Linked DNA regions of Neogale vison: region 2 is linked to region 1. The links are chromatin contacts, called in public Hi-C maps. All regions are on one chromosome and are shown on one strand. The core of a region is the stretch at or near the end of the contact, and the rest is flanking DNA. Distances in the headings are between cores, read along the strand shown. Region 1 holds the start of ERN1 (serine/threonine-protein kinase/endoribonuclease IRE1). Region 2 holds the start of LOC122907559 (intercellular adhesion molecule 5).

Region 1 (7,237 bases), core at 1,461-3,960:
ATTGCTTCCAACACACGAGTTATTTCATCAATCAAAAAGAAACAGCATTGGGGCATCTATCTGGCTGGCTCAGTCCGGTAGAGCATGCGACTCTTGATCTCAGGGTCATGTGTGCGAGTTCCACAATGGGTGTAGAGATTACTTAAAATAAATTTAAAACTTAAAAAAAGAGCACTGAAGATATTCTTTGGAGGGGCGCCTGGGTGGCTCTGTGGGTTAAGCCTCTGCCTTCGGCTCAGGTCATGATCTCAGGGTCCTAGGATGGAGCCGTTCATGGGGCTCTCTCCTCAGCAGGAAGCCTGCTTCCTCCTCTCTCTCTCTCTCTCTGCCTGCCTCTCTGCCTACTTATGCTCTGTCAAATAAATAAATAAAATCTTAAAAAAAAAAAAAGGAAAGAAAATTTTCTTTGGCGAGTGTATAACATTAAAAAAAATAAAGACAGTAAAAAACATGGGGGGTTACATTTATTACCTACGATATACAAGGTGCCTTCACATGTGCTAGTTATCCCCATTTCACATATCAGTAAACAGACTCTCTAAAAAGTAAAATAATCTGTCTGAGGGCACAGCTAGCAAGTGACCAGTTTGAACTCAGGTTTGTCCAATTTTACACCCAATAGGTTTTGCGGAATATCACTCCTGCCCACTTTAACTGCAAACTCTGCAACAGGTTCCACTTAAAATTTAAAATAATAATTCTATGTTTGGGGATCAAAATTTTTACTGGTTGATACTTCCAGGAGTAAAATTCTGACATTTTACTTACAAAGCAGTTACACTAAAATGTAACTTTTTGATAAGGGTCTGGAATATTGTACCATGAACTTTGAGAAGTTTGGATTTCTAAATACAATTTGGAAATATTTACACAAACTGAAACTATAGTCCCAACTAAAGCTAAATAGTTATTTTTGGCCCTAAGTTACTGAATAACTAAAATACTAGAATCCTGCGAAATAACAGCCAATGGAAAGATGTGGCAAAGAAAACCATATATACCTAGACCCTGATATGAAATGATCGATTTCCATGTCATTTGATCATCATGTTTATACTCTTATTTATGAACAAATGCCGAGGAACAGTTAACCAATCCAGGGTGAAGTGTTCACATTCAAAATGTGACCCCAGTTGAGAAAGTGGATTCTCTTTTTTAATTAGAAGAAAAACTTGGGGCACCTGGGTGGCTCAGTGTGTTAAGCATCTGCCTTGGGCTCAGGCTAGATTCAAAGGTCCTGGATCAAACCCCAGTGGGGCTTCCTGCTCAGCCCAGAGTTTGCTTCTCCCTCTCCCTCGCTCCCCCCGCCCCTCCCCTGCTTGTGTTCTCTCTCTAAAATAAATACAATCTTTAAAAAAAAAAAAAGAACAATTTACATGAGTTCTATCATGAAATATGTACAAATTTTCCCCTTAAAACACCCCCAAATTTGAAAAAGGTGATCTTATATTTTACTTCATCTATTTTCAAGGTCTTGTTACTCCAAGAGCACAGACTTTTACCAAACATGCATGACCTCTGAAGACTTCACACTGTGGCACTCAGGTATACACACGTCAATTCTCCACCGGGACACCTGGTACATGATATACCATATTAAAAGGCACATAGTGGAAGTCATTAAACAAGAACCTGAACCAATGTACCATACCCACATCCTGAACAACGAGGTGTTTTGTTGTTTTTTTTTTTTTTAAACCACTAATTTAGGTTTTTTTCAACTAGAAGGAAAAAAGCCAAGTCTGTCCACAAAATGTCCTCCCCGGCCACGGGGCCCAAATCTACAGCCTGAGTGAAGGTCTTAAAATAGTTAAATAAATGTAATCCAGCCATTTCTCTCCAGGAAAACATGAAAAGACCCTTCAGACCGCTCCACAGTGCTCTGACGTGAGGAGACAGTCTCCATTTAAAGTTTTGAAGAGGCTTCACTGCTGTCTCACATGGGATCTTTAAAAAGAGTGTAAATCCCACAGCTTAACTTGCTTAACGAAGTCTTGGTGCCCAAAAGGATGCCTCCTGCCTCTGCACATTTAGAAACCTGCAAGGCAGGTAAAGCAGAATCACACTCGCAGGTAAAAATGCTTACCCGCTCCCAGGGGCGTTCGTTTCCCGAAATTCTCGAATTTTTAAATGTTCAAACAAGGATTATAAGCGCAAGACATTCCCCCTCCTCCTCGATTACAGGGCCCCTTCTATCCTTGCCCCGCGGCCACCGCCAGACTGAGACGGCGCCCACCTGTGGGAAGGGTCCGGCAGGTGGGGCCGCCTTCCAAGCGCCTTCCAAGCCCCAAGGTGCCGCCGGGGCGACGCAAAGTTGTGCGGGAGCGCACGGGGCCCCGGGAGACGCTGCCCGTGACAGCCGCGCTGGCCGGCGAGGCCCCTCGGGTGGCGTGCGCCTCGGCCCGGCCGACAGCGGCCGCCACTCAGGCCGGCCCCGAGGAGCTCGCTCCCCGCCCGGCGCCGTCTCCTACGTCCTGCCCGAGCCTCCGCTGGGGCGCTCGGGAGCCCGGGCCGCCACCACCGCCGCGATCCCGGCTCGGACCCCAGTCCGCCCCGCGCTGTCCCCCACCCCGTGCTGTCCCCCACCCCACGCTCTCCGGGTCACTCACCCCGGGGCCAGGCAGCAGCAGCGCCAGCAGCACCAGCAGCAGCCGGGCCGGCATGGCGAGGACTCGGGCCTGGCTCCCGGCCCGGCCGGCCGGCTCCGGGGGGCGGTGCGGGCAGGCGGGCTGAGGACGGGGCGGGGGCGCCGCGACGACAGCGCCGCGGCGGCCGGACTTCAGCAGACGCAGAGCTGACTAGGCGGTGGCAGCACCCCCATGCCCAGCCCTATAAGCGCCGGGTGCCGGCGCTTCTTCCGGTCGGGGCGGGGGCGGGGGCGGGGCCGACCGAGGGGCGGCCCCGAAACTGGGCGGGGGCCGAGCCCTGAGGCGGAGCCTGGGGCGGGGCTGTTCTGAAGGGGCGGGGCCGGGGCGGCGCTGGCCTCCTGCCTTAAGGGAGTCACGCGGCGACGGCTCCAGCGGAGAAGGACCAGACCTGGGTGTCCCGCGTCTAGGGGCGCTGAGCGTTCGAGGCAGGGAGCTTTGCCGAGGGCTGAGGGAGGCTGGCAGTCCCGCCCCACGGGTGCACCCCTTCCCCACGCGGTCCCCAGGCGGTCCCACCAGTTCCACGGAGAGACCCGCTGTGTTAAGACTCGATCAGGGGAAAGTCCAGGAGACTGGTGGTGCCGGCTGTCCAGAGACCCCCGCTTCGTCTTTCCGTCGTGGTGGAATGATGGACGACCTCCGGAGCCAGGGTCAGCAGCTGGCAGGGACTCCCGCAAACACGACATTTCTGCCATGCGTGCAAGTCCACAGCTCTAGGTTCCTCCGACTGTTTCTCAGCGAGCCCCAAGGCCCTTTCTTCCGTTTGTCCTCAGGAATTCCCCTCAAATCTCGTCCAACAACCATCTCTTCCCTTTGGAATAAACTACAGCCAAGGCATTCTCCAAAAATTATAAGCAAAGAAAGAATCCATTTCAGCGGCTTGCGTTGTGTGTTAATGTGGCATTTCGTAGATATGTCTTCGTGGAGCTGGAGATGACATGGGTCACAACTCATTGGAGGGAGCGGGCTTGTTGAGGACTCATACAAGATCTATTTGAGGATTGTAGCCTATCAACCTGAATTTAAAAGTCTGGCACCCATTTGGTCACAGGGTCCCCAGCTGCTCTCCACTTGGATGGAAGTGGAGAGAAAAGACATATTGTTTGTAACACGAGAAACTAAGACTCAAAGCACCAATTTGCATATCCTTGGAGAAAAAGAAATAGGGGATAGCAACTTCTCTAATTTTTCCTGACTTGCTCACATGACAGCCAAAGATTTTTCAGGGTTTGGGGGAAAGGAGTAGGCAATGCTAGAGAAAACAGCAAAGAAGTAGCGAGGGACAGCCCAAATGTCTAGATCATCCCTATTCAAATATAAAATAGATAGATGCTCACTGGAAGCCAGAATCCATAAACAGAGTTCCCTATTCCCAGCCCCGAACGCCTGGATCGAAGTTAAGGGACCTATCTCTACCACTGCTGAAGAGCCTAACACCAATTTTTTAAAAAATATTTTATTTATTTATTTGACAGAGAGATCACAAGTAGGCAGAGAGGCAGGCAGAGGGGACGGGGAGGAAGCAGGCTCTGCGCTGAGCAGGGACCCGGATGTGGGGCTCAATCCCAGGACCCTAGGATCATGACCTGAGCCGAAGGCAGAGACTTTAACCCACTGAGCCACCCAGGTGCAACCCCTAACACCAATTTTTAAGAGTGTGATGAATCTTGGCAACTGTGAAAGAGGTAGATATATTTTGAAGAGTGGTATCCGCACATTTCACTGTAGAGAGGTTTGGGATTGACGGAGAGATGGGTGGAAGCCGAGGGTCCATCACTCCTAGGCAGAATAGCCCTGGGTCCAGGGAGGAGCCTACAATCCAGAGACTGGGAGGGGCTTTTTACCTGTCCCGCTTGCCAGCTGAAGACAGGATCTGCAAGACCACAAGTCTGAGTCGAAAGAGGAGCTTGACTAGAAAATACTGCTTTCACATCCCTTCTCTGGTGCTTTTTCTCAAACAGTGTAAGTCTAGGAGGGGAACTTTCTGGCCTGGAACTCTGGCAGCCCTTTGACAATTCAAAATGTCACTGTGACCCTGTAAGCACAGTAGATGAAACACAAAAGGTATTCTGACTCTTCTGACTCATAAATTAGCTTTAAAGATCCAACAAAGAAAAAAAGAAATCTGCTCCAAGGAGTCTAGGCCAGGTAGGTATATTTTGTTCTTGTACGCAGTTGGACCAAATCCCCAGGCCTTAACTGTGCTATTACAGATTGTCAGAATTTCTCAGAATTTCTTATGCAACACTTAGACTGTTCTTACACTTAATCAATTCCCATGTTTTATGTGCTTCTCCACTTAACTGGCAACTCCTATGATAAGCTCTGTTTTTATTTATGATAGCATTGCCCATAAGTCTGTTCCGTAATTACGTACTGTTTTGACAGCTTTTTTGCGTATGATAAAGCAAAAGCTGGCATCACTGATAAATAGAAACAGAAATGGAAATATTTTTGTAGGGAGCCTTTGAATTGGACCTGTAGAAAAGACCTGAAAATGAGCAGGCAGTAAATGACCTTTCTGGAAGTTGCATTAAATAGCATGCTCTAAACAAGGCCAAGGTCATGATCTTTGTGGGAAGATAAGCCCTCTCTTTTCACCAAGGCAAGAAAAATATGTGTATGAGATTCGGCACTATGTCTGGAATATGTCTGAGGACCGGAATATGTCTGAGGAGCTGGGGGTTGAGGGAAAGTAAGTTCACAAAATCTTATTTTCACTTCTCTCTGAACCAGTGATTCCCAAACTTGGAGAATGTTTAAAAAACAGATTTTGACACCTTTTCCTGTCCTCGTCCCCCACTAGCATCTCCAGGGATGGACCCCAGAGGCCTGTATGTTTTCCAGTTTCCGCAGGTGACTGAGGGTAGCCAAGAGCCTTGGCCCCGGCTCTCTCATAATGTCCGGTGTTAATTCCTGCTGCCGCTAATCCCTTTTGTTTATTTTAGCAAATGTCGCCCTCTGGTGGGATAAATTATGACTCAGCCTCTTCATTTCTGTTTAAAACCCTTCAAAATTTCATTTAAAAATGATTAAAAGGTTGGCTTGCAGATGGCTATTTAGTGAGAGGGTAGCTGCCTTTGAAGGACTTTTTTTTTTAATTTAAAATCAATTTAATGAACATATGGCATATTATTTGTTTCAGAGGTAGAATTCAGTGATTCATCAGTTGCGTGTAACACGCAGGGCTCATTACATTAAATGCCTTTTTAATGCCCATCACCCAGTTATCCCAGCCCTGCACCGACCTCCCCACCAGCACCCCTCAGTTTATTTCCTCCAGTTAAGGGTCCCTTATGGTTTGTCTCCCTCTCTGATTTCATCTTATTTTATTTTTCTTCCCTTCCCCTATGTTCTCTGTTTTCTTAAGTTCTGCATATGAGGAAAATCATATTTGTCTTCCTCATGAAGGAATCTTGAAAGGGAAAGAAGCTGGTAAAACCAAAAAGAGAGGGCATGGTTGACAGTTCCGGGACCCTCTCAAAGGAACAGTGTCTTTATCAGAATGAGGGGACTGACTTTTTTGTGATGTTGATGCTACTGCGGCTGCTTCCAAATGGATTTGACCTTCCAGCACGTCTAGGGTAGTTACGGGATAAGTCAAACAATGAGGCGAGCAAGTGAAATCTTTATCTCCTTCAGGTTCCACCACTGAAGGGAAATTCAAGAAAAGCTGCTGTCACTGTGAGCAGTGTGTTTAGGTAAACAGAACTTTGGCTTGTCCTGTTCCGGGATGACCAGATCTGGAAAGAGAGTGACACTCTGAAGAACTCTTTACCACAGAATCCAACCTACTGCACACTTCCTTGTGTGGCAGAGGGGAAGTGTTCCTCATTATCACAGTGAAGGGTTATTGGCTGTTGGCTATTGTTTGGGAATGTGCGAGTAGATGCTTCATAGGGTCACCACCTCACGTTATCTGAGCAGTTCCAGGGGTGGGTGTTGTTTGCCCTGTTTTACCTGTGACACACTGAAATGTTAAAAGGTCCACAGTCTGGTGGGGGTGACACGTAGCTAGAAGGGGCACGACCTAGATTAGGACCCAGCTACGTATATGACGTCAGAGTTCATCTGGTCAACCCCAGATGCTATGACATGCTCCCCCATTAGCTGCTTGTTATTCTTGCTCCTCCCTAGCATGATGACAAGGTACTATTATGTGACGTGTAAACATAGTTAGGAGCCCAGCTTGGCGTTTCCCTCGAATACCGATAACAACCAGAAATGCATACAAATGTGTGGTGATGAGGGGCATTGCCTCAAATAACGTGTAAGACTCCTAGCCTCATCGAGGGAGTGTGCAAAAGAATGTGAATAATAGAGCAGCCATCTGGGAGAGAAGAGTGAGCTTCCTCCTGGCAGTTCTGCCCTGTGAGATAATCCAGTCTAATCCTGACTGATTATTTGTTCACTTGCCTGTGAGCTGCCGTATTTCCCACTCAGTTGTACCAAGTCTGTGTGCCACCATGGGGAAGCGTCCCTGGTATCACCGTTTATCAGAAATGTATGTTCTCCAAGAGCCAACTCAGCACCAGTGTGAAAATGGCTGTCCTCTCAAAATGCCCCCACTTCCTCACTGGCCAGTCCCTCCT
Region 2 (7,712 bases), core at 2,914-5,413, 210 kb before region 1:
CTGGCAGCTTCTCAGGGCTGGCCCCAGGGCCCAGATTATGCAACCAGCACAACCATCCAAGCAAGCCAGGCTGGGTGGGGACTCGCACCAAATCAGAGGGTCCCCCCCACCCCTGGCCCAGCATCACGGAGATGAACTGCTTCCCCTACTTTTTCATCTAGCCCTGAACCTCTGTTTTCAGCACAGAGGGCCAGACTCCTGACCAGAGACGGAGGGCAGGGGAGAGAAGGCGGCCGTGGGACAAGCATCTGGGAGAACGGAGTTAAACGGAGGGGACTCTGGGTCCTCAGGAGTCCTGCCACAATTTCTCCTCGTCAGGAAAAGATTCGTCTGGGCTGTTGAAAGGTGAAAGCCCATTTTTTATTTCTCAGCCTTAATGAGCCACGGCCGGAGATTACAGAAAAAAACCCCGTGTGGCCACAGCTGTAAGCCCAGGCCCCAGATATCCTGGCCGTATTTTCCCCAGCCAGAGCCTGAGCCGGAGGGGAGGAACAAGTGGAGCAAGGCGATCTGCGGAGAGCGAGCTTGGGCCCCTGGGTCCCCCGGGGTCTCCGGGAAGCCACTCACTAGGGCGGGAAGCTACTCGCTAGGGCGTTCACAGAACCTCCCGGGCACCACCCATCCCTCCTGGGCAGGTGCTCCTGTGGCAGGAAGTCCCAAGTCAAGGCGGCACAGACAGGGCCTGGAATAGGCTCCTCCCAGACATGGGCTCCCGACTTCCCAGGCACAGAGCTACCCCCTCCTCCTGCTTGCCCAGGGCCCCCAGCTTCTCCCAAGAGAGAGCAGGGGCCCAGGGGAAGGTTGCTCACAGCTCACAAAGTCCTGCCAAGCTCCACACCTGCTCTTTGAAGCACCAGTAACTCCTCTTCAAAATAAAAAAACCCAAGAGGAAAAAGAAAAAAGACACCAAAACAAAACAAAACACACACACACACACACACACACACACACACACGTCAGGTCTCTCCAAGCTCTGTTAAGTCCCCGCCTGCAGCAGAACTGGGCGGGCCTGGCTCAGTGCCCTGAACCTCGGAAGCGTGCGACAGCGTCCCCCCCCCCCAGCCCGGCACCAGCCCACACCCTAGGTGGGCCTCTGCCTCCACCCCCGTGACAGCAGGGGCAGGTGGCTGGGCCTGAGAGAAGAGAACATAGCCCTCCGTGAGTAGAACATATTTTGAACTCTGGAGTGAACCCAACAATCTGTGCTTCTTCGGGTTTTGTTTTTTTCATTTCTTGTTTTCCTTAAGCTCCTCTGTTGAGTACGGACATGGCTATAGAACCACAATGTGGAGGGAGGAGGGTCATCACTTCCCTTCTTTCCAGGGGCTCCCCTAGTTGCCCAACTGGGCCCTGAAACCCTGGCTTTTCTAGTTCATGTGCCCCGACAGGAACCCCTTTGCTCCTCAGATCTCAAGCCCCATCTCCTGAAGTCACGCAGCTGGACTTGCAAAGAGGCCAAGCACCATCTTTCTCGAACTCAGCCAGAGTGAACGGGGTCCTCCCTCTCCCCTTGGACCTCCACTGCCCCCCCCTCCCTGGGAGAGGAGGTGACAAAAACACCTGAGGGGCTCAGTCGGTTAAGCGACTGCTTTTGGCTCAGGTCATGATCCCAGGGTCCTGGGACTGAGCCCCAAGTCAGGCTCCCTGCTCAGCGGGGAGTCTGCTTCTCACCCCCCCGACCACCCCGACTCATGCTCTCTTTCAAATAAATAAAATCTTAAAAAGAAAAGGAAAGCTGGTGGGATAGGAAGCCTGTGGAAGCAGAGGCTCAGTGTCTTCCCCTTGGTCCCCAACCCTAGCAGCCTGGGGCCACCCAGCCTGGACCTTGCCACTGGCCCAAGAGCACTCCCTACACAAGGCTGTGTAACCTGTTCTCTCCACGGGCTCTTCCCAGGCCACATGGCCCATGGGTTTCGAGCAGAAGACACCAGAGAGGCTTCTCTTTCTTCCTTAGATCCTTCTCAGGCCAAAGGCCCACAGGGAGTCTCCAAGGCCAGTCCTCAGCCAGCTGGCCCAGGGGCTGGAATGACTCATGCAGGGACCCTTCAGCATCACCTTGGACCCATGAGTCCCCAAATGGGAAAGCAGGATGGAAAAGATGGAGTCTTCGGGACCAGGTCTATCTCCGTTAATACCCAGACGCTTTGTTTTTGTTTTTACAGGGAGGAGGGAGAATGAGGAACAAGAAGGAACAATCACTGTCCCCAGTTAAGCATCTCTTTAGAAAGTGAGGGATCAGAGCTCCGGCGGGGGGGCAGATATGCACACCCTCTTCTGTGAGGATCCACTGTGCAGCCTCTACCTGGAGACATGAGGTAGGAGCAGAGCAAGCCCCAGCCTCCCTGGGAGATGAGCGAAGAAGCCAGTGCCACATGCTGGGGCACATGGGTTGGGTGGGCTATGGCGATGTTAGAACCTAAAGATGAAATAAAGGTGGAGAGAGAGTGGGAAAAGGGATGGGGACCATTCCCAAGCATTCTGGAGCAACCAGAAACATCGCACTGGAGGGGGGTGGTAAACGACTGAGGAGCTCCCCCCGCGGGGTCAGGCCCTAAGGATAGAGTCTCTGTCTCTCAATGGCCTTTGAAGCTGCAACCTGAGAAGTTCTCTCTTTAAGCCAAACTCCAAAGGGGTCAGAACTCTTTGAAGCAACTCTCCCAGGCTCCTCCAGCCCTAGACCAGCAGGGCTCAGTGGAGCCTCTCCGCTCCTGCAGACCGATCTACTCCTGGACACTAGGACACCAGCCGAGAGCCAAAAAGAGAGTTTGCCCAGAGTGGGCTGGGCTTTCCACCTCAGGCCTGGCGGCCACCACCTCTACTCAAACCCAGAGCCATCCTGCGCCAGGGTCCTGACCTGGAGAAGACCCCGCCTGGCACAGGCTGAGATCCCCTCGCTCTAGGCTCAACCTCCCAAGCCGTGGGAAGCCAGGCCCTTCTTCCTCCTCCTCGGCAGCTGGGAGCCATCTCAGACACGCTAGAGCTCTGCCAGTTCCCAACTAGAAAAAAAACAGCGCAGACTTGGAGTGGGACCAAGGCCAATGCAGGGTAACCCTTGTTTCTCAGTGAGGGCCCTTTTGCAAAACTTTCTCAGCACTTCCCTGATCCCCCTACCCTAAAAGCTATACCAGACTACACTAGATCTACACTAGACTTCTCAGCCCACTCGCTCACAGCTCACTGGCTCCGATTGCTCCATCTCTCAGTTACTCAGAATCCCTGTTCTAAGAAAGCCTCCAGAGCCTCCCTCCATCCCACGGTCGCTCTTACCCTCTCCCCCAACTGCCCCGCCACCCGGCCTTGCCCTCCACCAAGTCCCGCGCACTCCGCACGCTGGGCCCCTATGCCCTGTGCCAAGGCGGCCGCCCCGGGGCCCTCACTCGAGGCCCCCCATCGTCCGCAGCCCCCGGCGTGCTCGCGGGGCCGCCCGCCCATCCACGCGGCTCACCTGGTACTGCGCCGCGGGGCCCGCGGGGCCCATGGGGCGGAAGGCGGCGGCCCCGGGGCCCCCCACGCCTCCGGCCGGCCCTGGCCCCCTGAGCGCCGGTCCGGGCAGCATGCCGGGTCCCGCTGGCGGAGGCGGCGCTCCCAGGGCCGCGGCAACGGCGCCGCCACCAGGACTCAGCGGAGGCAGCGGGAACCCGCCCGCGCCACGGCCCGACATCGCTCCGTCCCGTCCGGCGCTGTCGCGATCCGGGCTCCGGACTCCGTGTCGAGTCCGCTCCGCGATCCGTGCTCCGGGACTTTCCGATCTAAATTCCGGGTTCTGGGGTTTGTTGATCCGGGTTCCGGGATTTCCCAATCCAAGTTCTCGAGTTCCTCGCAGACTCGGTTTGGGGCAGGGCCGATCCTGATTCCGGTCCTGCCCGGGGAATTCCGGATCCGGGATCTATTGCAGGCCTGCCTGCCGCCCGCGGCCTCCGGAGGTTTGGCTGCCAGGGCCCAGTTACCCGGAGGCGGCAACTAACTCCCAGCCCCGCCCAAACAAGCCCAGCGCTAGGCCCCGCCTAGAACCAGCAGTCCAATGCCGGGATGCCTCCTCAAATCCCGCCCCTCGCGAGACCCGCCCCCAACAGGCCCCTCCCCTAACCGCCAGCCCTAGAGCCACGCCCACACCCCTTGGTCCAGCCCTCGGCCGGAGGGGCGGGGGCGGAAAGCGGCGCAGGAAACGCTGTGCAAGGCGCGGGGTCAGAGGTTGAAGGTCACGTAGGGCTTCAACAGTGAACGGGTAGGTCTTGAACTCTCCCCGTTGTAGCCAACTCCCGGAGGCTCCCGCTTAGCTCTGTGAAAATAGTTTTCTTAAGTCTCTTTTCTACATTTTTCAGCATTAAAGACTCAGCTCCCTGAGGGGAAAGAGCCGCCGACTTGACTTTGTTTAAAAGCTCATCCTCGTAGCAGCTCAGAGCTGCCAAGGGACATCAGCTGCCCCAGACCCGATCCAGCTGTGTGAAGGGCAGACTTGGCCAAGCGCCGAGTTCTTATCGCATATTTTTAAAGTGGCTCTGCCTCACTTTAAGGAAGCCTAGTACTTTTTTTCCTCCACAGGAAATGTTTCTAGGGGGAGGAATTCTGCATTATGAGAAATCTCCCTGCAGTTAAATAACGTCTTTCTCTAGGATTTATAGTATTTAATTGAAAAAAAATTCAATACCTTTTCAGAAACCACTGTCCTGTATCATAAGGTATTCAAAATAAAGTGTTTCAGGTGTGTCAGAGCCTACATTCTGGTCATCTGGCGTTTTCTCGCCATCAGACCAGTGCTTCTTAAACTTTAAAGAGTATAAGAAACATCTGGGGCTCTTACTTAAAATGCAGATTATGACTCAGTAGGTCTGGGGTCTGGGCTTAAGCAGGGCTTAAGCTTCTGCACTTCTTTTATTTATATAAAGTTAGTCAACACATAGTGTATTACAAGATTCAGGGTAGAGTTTAATGATTCATCAGTTGCTTATAACACCCAGTGCTCCTTTTGTCAAGTGCCCTCCTTAATGCCCATCACCCAACTACCACATCCCCCAACACCCCTCCAGCAATCCTCAGTTGGTTCCCTAGAGTTAAGAGTCTTTTATGGTTTGCCTCTATTTTCATCCTATTTTTCCTTCCCTCCCCCTGTGTTCATCTGCTTTGTTTCTTAAATTTCACATGAGTGAAAAATCATATGGTATTTGACTTTCTCTTACTTACTTCACTTAGCATAATACACTTTAGACTGGTTCCATCCACATCCTTGCAAATGGCAAGAGTTCACTCTTTTTGATGGCTGAGTAATATTCTGTATGAGATATATATCATATATATTTTAACATTTTCTTTATCCATTCATCCCTTGATGGACATCTGGGCTCTTTCCATATTTTGGCAGTTGTGGACATTGCTGCTATAAACATTGGGGTGCATGTACCCCTTCCAATCACTATTTTTGTATCCTTAGGTTAAATACCTAGTAGTACAATTGCTTCTAGAGCTCCAAAGCTATGTTGTTGCTACTCAGACAATAATTTTGAGTAGCCAAGATTGATTTTCACTATAAATTTCTCTGCTCTGTTTTCATCCCTAACCAAGTCTTGCACCATAGCACCCCAGATCCTGTTTATAGTATAGTATAGTCCTCCAGCCCTTTTTAGAAATCAGTTCTGCTCCACTGTACTTCCTGGTATCTTTCCAACAGTGATGAGCCCTTCCCCGCCGCTGCTTTCTTGCCTCTTGGTCTTCACGGAGCTCACTTTCCTCTTTCTGCCTAAAAGTGGGTTACCTGCCAGTCTGAGAGCAGGCCACTGGAATTATTACAGTCATTGAACCAGGGCTCCTTCCTACCCCTGAAAAGTGGGTAAAGAATTCATAATCATGCAATTAATATCCATTTCAAGCCATTCAAGATCCTAGAGCAACTCTAGGGCTGAGGAAGTAGTAGGGGCAAATCCCCTGGGGAGCTATTTCAAAATATCCCTGCCAGCTATTCCCCTGCACAACACACACATACAAAATACAAGGCTTCCAGTGTTATAGTTTATGAATAAGCCCTCCAGTATTGTACACCTGAAACTAATGTAACACTGTATGTTAATTTTACTAGACTTAAAATTTAAAAACATAACAGAAGAAGCCCCCCAGGTAACTCTGATACAACCTCCCTTGTAGAGATACTTTCCTCTAGGAAACAGACAAGCTCATAAATGCATTTAAAAAGAAGATAAAACAGTTAAATGTAATTCAGTTCCTCTTTATCCCTTGCTTAAATCCCTCCCCAGCTTCCCATTGCTCTTAGAGTGAATACCACACTCCCTCTCATGACATGTAAGTTTCTGCAGGATGAGGCTTCTGCTTATCTCCTTGGGCTCATTTTAAAATCACTGCCTCTAGTTCTTTAAGAGTCAGTCCAGTCCAAATTGCCAATCTCCTGGCAATTTCTGAAACTGCTAAGCCCCTTCTGACCTGAGAGCCTCTCTACTTCCAGCTCTTCCTTAGCTTTTCCACCATCTCCCCTGACTTTATTTCCCACCTAGTGATTATCACAATATAAAATTGCTTGTTTATATGAACTGGTTTACTGTCTGATCTGGCTCCTTTGCTAAAATACAAATTCTATTAAGGCAGGAACTCTTTCTCTTTTTATTTTTATTTTTTTTAATTGCAGTGAGATTCACATAGTGGAGAAATAAGCATTTTAAAGCAAACAATTCATTGGCATTTAGTACATTCACAGTATTGTACAACCACCATCTCTACCTAGTTCTAAAACATTTCATCACTCCAAAAGAAAATTCCATACCTGCTAAGCAATTGCTTCTCATTCACCCCTTCTCCTACCCCCTGGTACCCACAAATCTGCATTGTCTTTCTGGATTTACCTATTCTGATGATTTCGTATAAATGTAATAATATAACATGTAACTTTCTTTTTAAAGTTTTATTTATTTATTTGACAGAGAGAGACACAGAGAGGGGGAACACAAGCAGGGGGAGTGGGAGAGGGAGGCGCAAGCTTCCCGTTGAGCAGGGAGCCCGACTCAGGGCTCGATCCCAGGACCCTGGGATCAGAACCTGAGCCAAAGCCAGATGCCTAACAACTGAGCCACCTAGGTGCCCCATAACATGTCACTTCTGTGTCTGGCTTTTTTCAATCAGCATGATGTTTTCAAGGTCTATGTGTGTTGTAACATGTGCCACTACTTCACTTCTTTTTTATGGCTGAATAATATTCCATTGTGTGTATATGCCATAATCGCTTATGCATTTATCTGTTGATAGACATTTAGGTTGTTCTCCTCTCTTAGTTATTGTAAGGAGTGCTGCTGTGAATGTGTGCGTACGTGTGTTTGAGTACCTGTTTTCAATTATTTAGGGTATATGTTGTGTCAATCATTGTCACAACATAAAAAATGTGTTTAAATAAGTGAATGATCTTTAAGTGTAGTGAGAGAGAATGATAAATAAAATATCAACATTGAGTTAGTTACTATGATAAAATAACCTCAAGGTGTTGGGGGGGAAATAGGGCTATCTAAGGGATAAAGATAAGCCAAGAAGAGCTAACACTTATTATTAAGTGTTTACATACATTTTACCTTTTTTATCCTTCACAATGCATATGAGGTAAATACTAATTTTACTTCTATTTTAGAAATCAAGGCAGAGAGATTCAGTTACTTCCCCTACTCTCACTGTGATGGTGCCAGGATTCAAACCTGGTCCTGACCTGGTTCTGGAATCCATAA

What was found. Hi-C and Micro-C count contacts between places; a contact is called where the count stands out from the background.
Region 2: a contact with region 1 is called in a Hi-C map of muscle, with 3 times the contacts expected there. The contact joins the promoter of LOC122907559 here to the promoter of ERN1 in region 1. A contact is called at or near these places in 2 of 3 Hi-C or Micro-C datasets (fibroblasts and muscle).

Annotation. Positions count from the first base shown.
Region 1 is chr5:14,584,592-14,591,828 of ASM_NN_V1, reverse strand. It overlaps ERN1 (serine/threonine-protein kinase/endoribonuclease IRE1), which reads right to left and starts at 2,710. Exons shown (of 22, transcript XM_044247636.1): 1 at 2,610-2,710. The coding sequence starts at 2,663.
Region 2 is chr5:14,793,342-14,801,053 of ASM_NN_V1, reverse strand. It overlaps LOC122907559 (intercellular adhesion molecule 5), which reads left to right and starts at 4,163. Exons shown (of 8, transcript XM_044250368.1): 1 at 4,163-4,225. SMARCD2 (SWI/SNF-related matrix-associated actin-dependent regulator of chromatin subfamily D member 2) reads right to left here and starts at 3,916. Exons shown (of 13, transcript XM_044247646.1): 1 at 3,446-3,916. The coding sequence starts at 3,661.